Regions from separate parts of the Zea mays genome. Here region 2 is linked to region 1. Evidence: chromatin contacts called from public Hi-C data. All regions are on one chromosome and are shown on one strand. The core of a region is the stretch at or near the end of the contact, and the rest is flanking DNA. Distances in the headings are between cores, read along the strand shown. Region 1 has its middle 30 kb from the start of LOC100193349. Region 2 holds the start of LOC103643327 (RNA-binding protein 25).

Region 1 (2,700 bases), core at 198-2,697:
TTTTCTGGTTATTAGTTTTATGTCTTCAAGATGGAATGAGATCTCGCTTCCTAGCTCAGTGCTTCATGTTGAATACCAAAGACATATTAGTATTCATTATGCTGTTATACAGTTATAGTATGTTCAGCATATATGCCAGTGAAAGATCAAATAATTGAACTTCACTAGTTTGAAAAATCTTTCCTAACTTCTTTTAGATCAAAACGGAAGGTGGTGCAAAGATAAAGGCATCGGCTACAGGGATATATAAGACATGGCAGCAGAAGACACATAAATCAATCAATATTGGTGGGAAATCTGGCAACTTTGCAGAAGAGCGCACACCCAGTTCAGGTAATTCTCTATTAAATTCTGATTTTATGTTGTAACCATTGCCTTCTCTGATTTTATATTTTTATATACTCTGGCAAGTTGAAATTTGGTCCGGATACATCTTTGGAGCTTACTTTTTTTTTAATCATTCTCCATTCTCTATAGTTTTGGCATGAAACCATATTATCTGTTTACTGAAAAAAGGAGTCCGTTAAATGTTTCTGAAGGTTTGCTCAGTTGAGTGAATTAATTGTTGCCATGTGCACGGCCTTGGTTTTTTTTTTTTTTTACATTAGCACGGTTTGTTTCATCTGAGTACTTTAATAGCACTGAACTTCGGTACAGTACGATGAGACGTATATAGAACAGAGTCTGATGGACGCTGTGACCTCTGTGCAGGCGGGTATCAGAGAGGCAACAAGAAGCATTTCGCGGGGCCATGGCCACAGATCTATACCAAATGCCAACGTGCCCTCCGAAATAAGGAACCCCGAGCAAATGCAGAAGAGCAGGCAGCAGAAGGCAATGGAAATCACGCGGTTGAAGAACAAATCGGCGAAAGACGGGAAATTCCAGAAGAACAGGCGGCCCGATGGGAACGGGTTCAGCAAAGGGGCTGGTGGGAAAGGTAAGGGCAAGGGCGGGAGGTGATTCATATATGCCCTCCGCTCCTCCGGTCTTGAGATTTGCTTCAGAAGCAGAGGTGTTTTCGAACGAAGCAGAATGGTGGTCTAAGATTTTGATCGAGCGATGATGTTCAGCAGACGCCGTCGTTGTTGAGAGCCTGAGGGCACTCAGGCACATGATGCCTACAGGTATTCGTGTGCATCGATGTGTTGGTTTCCTAGTGCGAGTGGTGGGCGACGACGCATGGCGCAGCAGCGACCGTAGAATCGACGGACGCCGGCTGAAGATTTCTGTGAAGTGACGATCTACTGCCACCGACTACACAAGCAACTTTTCCTCTTAGCGGAACGCCCTTTCTGTGCTCTTTAGGAAAAAGAAAGCAAAGATGATAGGCGAAAGATGCTGCTACTAATTCTTTCTCCTGGTACTGTCTGTGCCTGCTACTGCTAGAGCGTGTACAACCATGAGCCAGCCTATCTGAGACTTGCGGTCTGGTCCTTGGATTGAATGAAATTGGGGGCAGGGGAGGGCAGTAGGCAGCTACGACCACCACGAGCTAGGGAAAAAGAAAAGAACATACTAGTGCGTAGCAAAAGAAAAGAAACAGATCAGATAGGATGCTGTGTGGCTACAGCCTCAGGTGGGTGGGGGGCACGAGCCATGACAAACACACGCCGAAAGATGGCCTCTCTTCATAGTCCTACAACATTTTAGCAAAATTTAATTTACCGTCTCTTTTTTTTCATCAAGTATAATGGATCTGTTCCTGAATGTTGAAGGTAGTTCTAGTACATACTAGTGCATTGGATATAAGACAAGTCGATTAAACTTAAGGTAAAAAAGTTAAAAGAATTATAAATTGGAACTGAGGGAGTACTATTTTAGGACGGTGTGCGTATATGACACCGTTGAGTTTTTTTTAAAAAAAACTTTAACCACTACCTTATATAAAATATTTATTCGAAAATGTAAAATTCTAAGTCACGCTTAAACGATTTTGAGTGATAAGATAAATCATAACAACATAAATGATAAATTATAACTTTTTTTAAATAAGATAAATGTTCAAAGTTTTTTAAAAAAAATGTTAACGGCGTCAGTGGAGGGAGTATAAGAAAAGGAGTTGTGGAATATTAGAAGTGTATGCGCGCTCGACTTCCCAAATGCTACGTATACCATATGCGACTGGACTAAAGTCTGCTTGTCTGCCGCCTTGAAAAGGATAAACCGCACTTTACTTTGCCTTTCGAGGGTGTAGAACTGTCAGTCTGTCACTCTCCATGCTTTGTATTGAGTGTTACGTTTGCCGTGGAAAATTGCAAACACTGTCTAGATTCTTCCCCAAACCAAGTCATATTAAAGCTCTATTTAGATCGCGCTAATACAGTACATGACGGCTATTGATCCAAAGAATCCTGGCACTCTGCTGGTTGAACTATCCAACTGATACAAAAGTTACTCCTTCAGTTCCAAATTACAAGAGGTTTTAACTTTTTTTTAGATATCTATTTTTCCTATAAACTTAGATATTCATCATGTCTAACTAGATACACCCTAAAAATTATATATCTAAAAAAATCAAAATAGCTTATAATTAGAAGAGAGAACATAGGCTAGCTGGTTTGGACCCAAACAACGTCCACAATACCACCTTAGGCCTTGTTCGGTTATTCCCAATACACATGTATTAGATGAGATTGAAAAAAAATGCTTAAGAAGTTTGACTTGTTTGGGATTCAAACCCATCCAATTCCACTCAAT
Region 2 (2,908 bases), core at 95-2,594, 100 kb before region 1:
GTTATTTGAGAAACTTGGTATAGCTCACACCATTGCAATGCACTACTCAGGTAATAAGAGCTCAGGCAAATATGTCACTACTCTACACTTCTTATCAACAAAGAAGTTTATATGAAACCAGAAAAAAAAAGATATAGCCGGCATATGAAATTTAAACGGCAGAAAATCATGATACCTTAGCAAGTTTTTGGAACAACCCAGAGCTGAAGCATCTAAGTACATAAAGAAACTGAGCCTAATTAAGCCACGAGCTAAAGCATGTAAATCAATTAGACAATGTAAACAAAACCAGTTCAAATTCAAACATTCAGCATACCACACTCAGTGAGGGAGCAAACGATCTAGAGCTGCAGAATCAAACATGAGCCGGCACCTCTTGTTGTGGGGAGTAATGGCTGGCACGACCACCGCTGTAGCAGAGAAATATCCGGTCATCGTTATCAGGCGAGCGGAGCCCAGTTTCTCTAACTCTAAAGCACTAGCACCACACCTCTAAATGCTAACCAACACACTGCCAAGGTCCATGGTACAAATCCTCTCAATTCTCCTAAACCCACAAAGAGATCCTCAACAGTCAACATCACAGCTCATGGTACACCTTGAAGGTTCAAACTTGAGAAATAACACCAGATACAAAATAGTGGGTGAAGCATAAATTCAACATCATCAACTAACTAATACCAAGTCGCGGTGTCGCATAGGTTAACAGAGTTGGAGATCAGGGACCCACCGGGATGGGGGATCGCAGCGCCCTGCTGCGGCATGTATACTCCCGGCTGGGGCGGCCCGTACATGGCCGGCAGCCGCACGGCGCCCGGAGGCATAACGACGGGGACGCCCGGCGGCTGCATCGGGTAGCCCGGGTTCGCCGGCACCGCGACGTACTGCGGGACCTGGTACGGCGGCGGTGGCGCTGGGGCACCGAGTGGACGGAAGGTAGCAGCGAAGGAGATCGGAGCTGGGGGCATCGGTGGCGCGACTGCCGCCGGAGGCGTGGAAGCGGGGGCGGGGGCAGGGGCAGGGGCAGGGGCAGGGGGTAGGTTAGGGTTTGGGCTAGGCGCCGCGGGGCCCGGCGTCAAGGGGGTTGGTGGGGTGGAGGTGGCGGCGGGAGGCGGGGTGAGCGTGGCGGAAGGAGCGGCGGCTGGGGGAGTAGCCGGCTGCGGGTCCAGGTTGTCGGGCGGAGGCACGACGGCCGCCATGGTGGTAGGGAGGGTGCTAGCCCAGCCGCCGAGTAGACGATGGTTGGTTTGGCCGTTTGGGTTCGATTTCGATCTCGGGCATGAAGACCGGTGGCGGTTGGGTGATGAAGGCCCGTTTGTTTTAACTTTTTTTTCAGCTTCTGGCCGCCACAAATTTTACAGACCATTAAGGCCCTGTTTGGGAGAGCTTCACTTCAAGAATTTTAATTTTGTTCGAACTTCTTCAACCCAAACAGGTCCAGCTCCACGAGCTTTAGTTTTAAAAAAAATCGAAACTAGAGGCCCGTTTCATGAAATTCATGAAGCTCCTTAGAGGGTGCTTCAAAAACACTGTTTTTATATCTCCTCATGAAGCTGTACGAAAATTACCCACCATGCCACTGGTTACGCAACATACAATTTCCGTTCTCTCTGGCGACAACCCACTAATCATCAAGGGTAATCAAGGAAACCCACACAAATCAATTGTACTATAGAAGTTGGAGTCCATATACAAACCAAACGCTCCTGGAACTCACCTTAACAATTTGCTGGAGCTGTTTTATAGTGAAACTGGAAAACCAAAACTGAAGTTTTTGAAGTGAAGCTCTCCCAAACAGGGCCTAAACATTAGATTTTCAGTCTAGTTTCTACGAGAATCGTTTTAGTCAAAACCATCTAAAATCAACATAAACATAAAATCGGCCAAGTCGTTACAATAGTATGAAACTGTCACTTCTATCTATATCCTAGTTATTGACTTTTTTATCGTTGTCCGCACGTAATCTAAAAGATAGTTAAATTCTATCTACAGTCTCTGAAAAAAACTGACTCAAACATGCCAAAGTTTAGCTGGTGAACACATTGAGGGGAGACCGAATTACGCATAGAAGATGTCACGCAATTCATCGGCTAAAAATATTGTAGCGTATACTAATTATTATGTTATAGATAATAAATTAATAAAAAATCACCATATAATTCTCGTATATTAATTAACTCCAACCGTAGATTAAATTAATTTATCTCTACGATGAGCGGCTAAATTAAAAACTTTGATTATATCATAAGCGCGGATCATAGCTGTCAATTCTATATTAATATAGATGATAAGAAACTTCACATAAAATAATATCCAATTTAATTTTGAAGATGCATTTTGTAGCTAAAAGACTCTCTTAGTGATTGCAATTGAGGCTCGAAAGTGATCATTAATCTTAATAATCCGTAAACCATTTGATACATAGAACTTTTATACAATTTAGCAAGGCTTTTATTAAATTAGAAGTGATCCTAATATATTTGGCTCTAGATGAGCATCAAATTCGTCGCGCACACAATTTAATGCTTCAAAAAATACGATGATTTTTTCGGTGACAACTTTGGATTAAAATTCATCGATTTTATTATTACCGACGGATTTAATGCTTCAAAAAAATACGACGATTTTTTCCTTGATAGAGAAATTTATTTTGACCAAAGAAAATTCCATGATTCATATTATCTCTCTCTATATATAACGCATTACACGAGGGTTAGGGGAGGCCAAGGCCCCTACCCAGTTGCTTAGACCGTGCTCAGTAGTTTACACATATAATTAGCCAAAACATTGTTTTGCATTATAGATTATACTATTTGCAGAGTGGAGTTTGAATATGGAGATTGAGATATGTTCATGTGTAAACTACTGGAGATAGTCTCACGGCTCGAGAGGCCTCTGGATGCATCGT

What was found. A called contact is a pair of places that touch in the nucleus more often than the background predicts.
Region 2: a Hi-C map of leaf shows a contact between it and region 1, with 5 times the contacts expected there. The contact joins the promoter of LOC103643327 here to the enhancer-like site in region 1. A contact is called at or near these places in 4 of 25 Hi-C or Micro-C datasets (leaf and tassel).

Annotation. Positions count from the first base shown.
Region 1 is chr1:223,684,633-223,687,332 of Zm-B73-REFERENCE-NAM-5.0, reverse strand. It overlaps the pseudogene LOC103645308. Among protein-coding and RNA genes, the nearest start is that of LOC100193349, 30 kb to the left of the region's middle. Within about 2 kb of position 1,447, at least 15 of the 20 cell types and tissues checked have an H3K27ac peak or open chromatin away from gene starts, as enhancers often do. A contact at or near this core is called in leaf and tassel, where this site is marked.
Region 2 is chr1:223,788,586-223,791,493 of Zm-B73-REFERENCE-NAM-5.0, reverse strand. LOC103643327 (RNA-binding protein 25) reads right to left here and starts at 1,344. Exons shown (of 7, transcript XM_008666479.4): 1 at 731-1,344. The coding sequence starts at 1,199.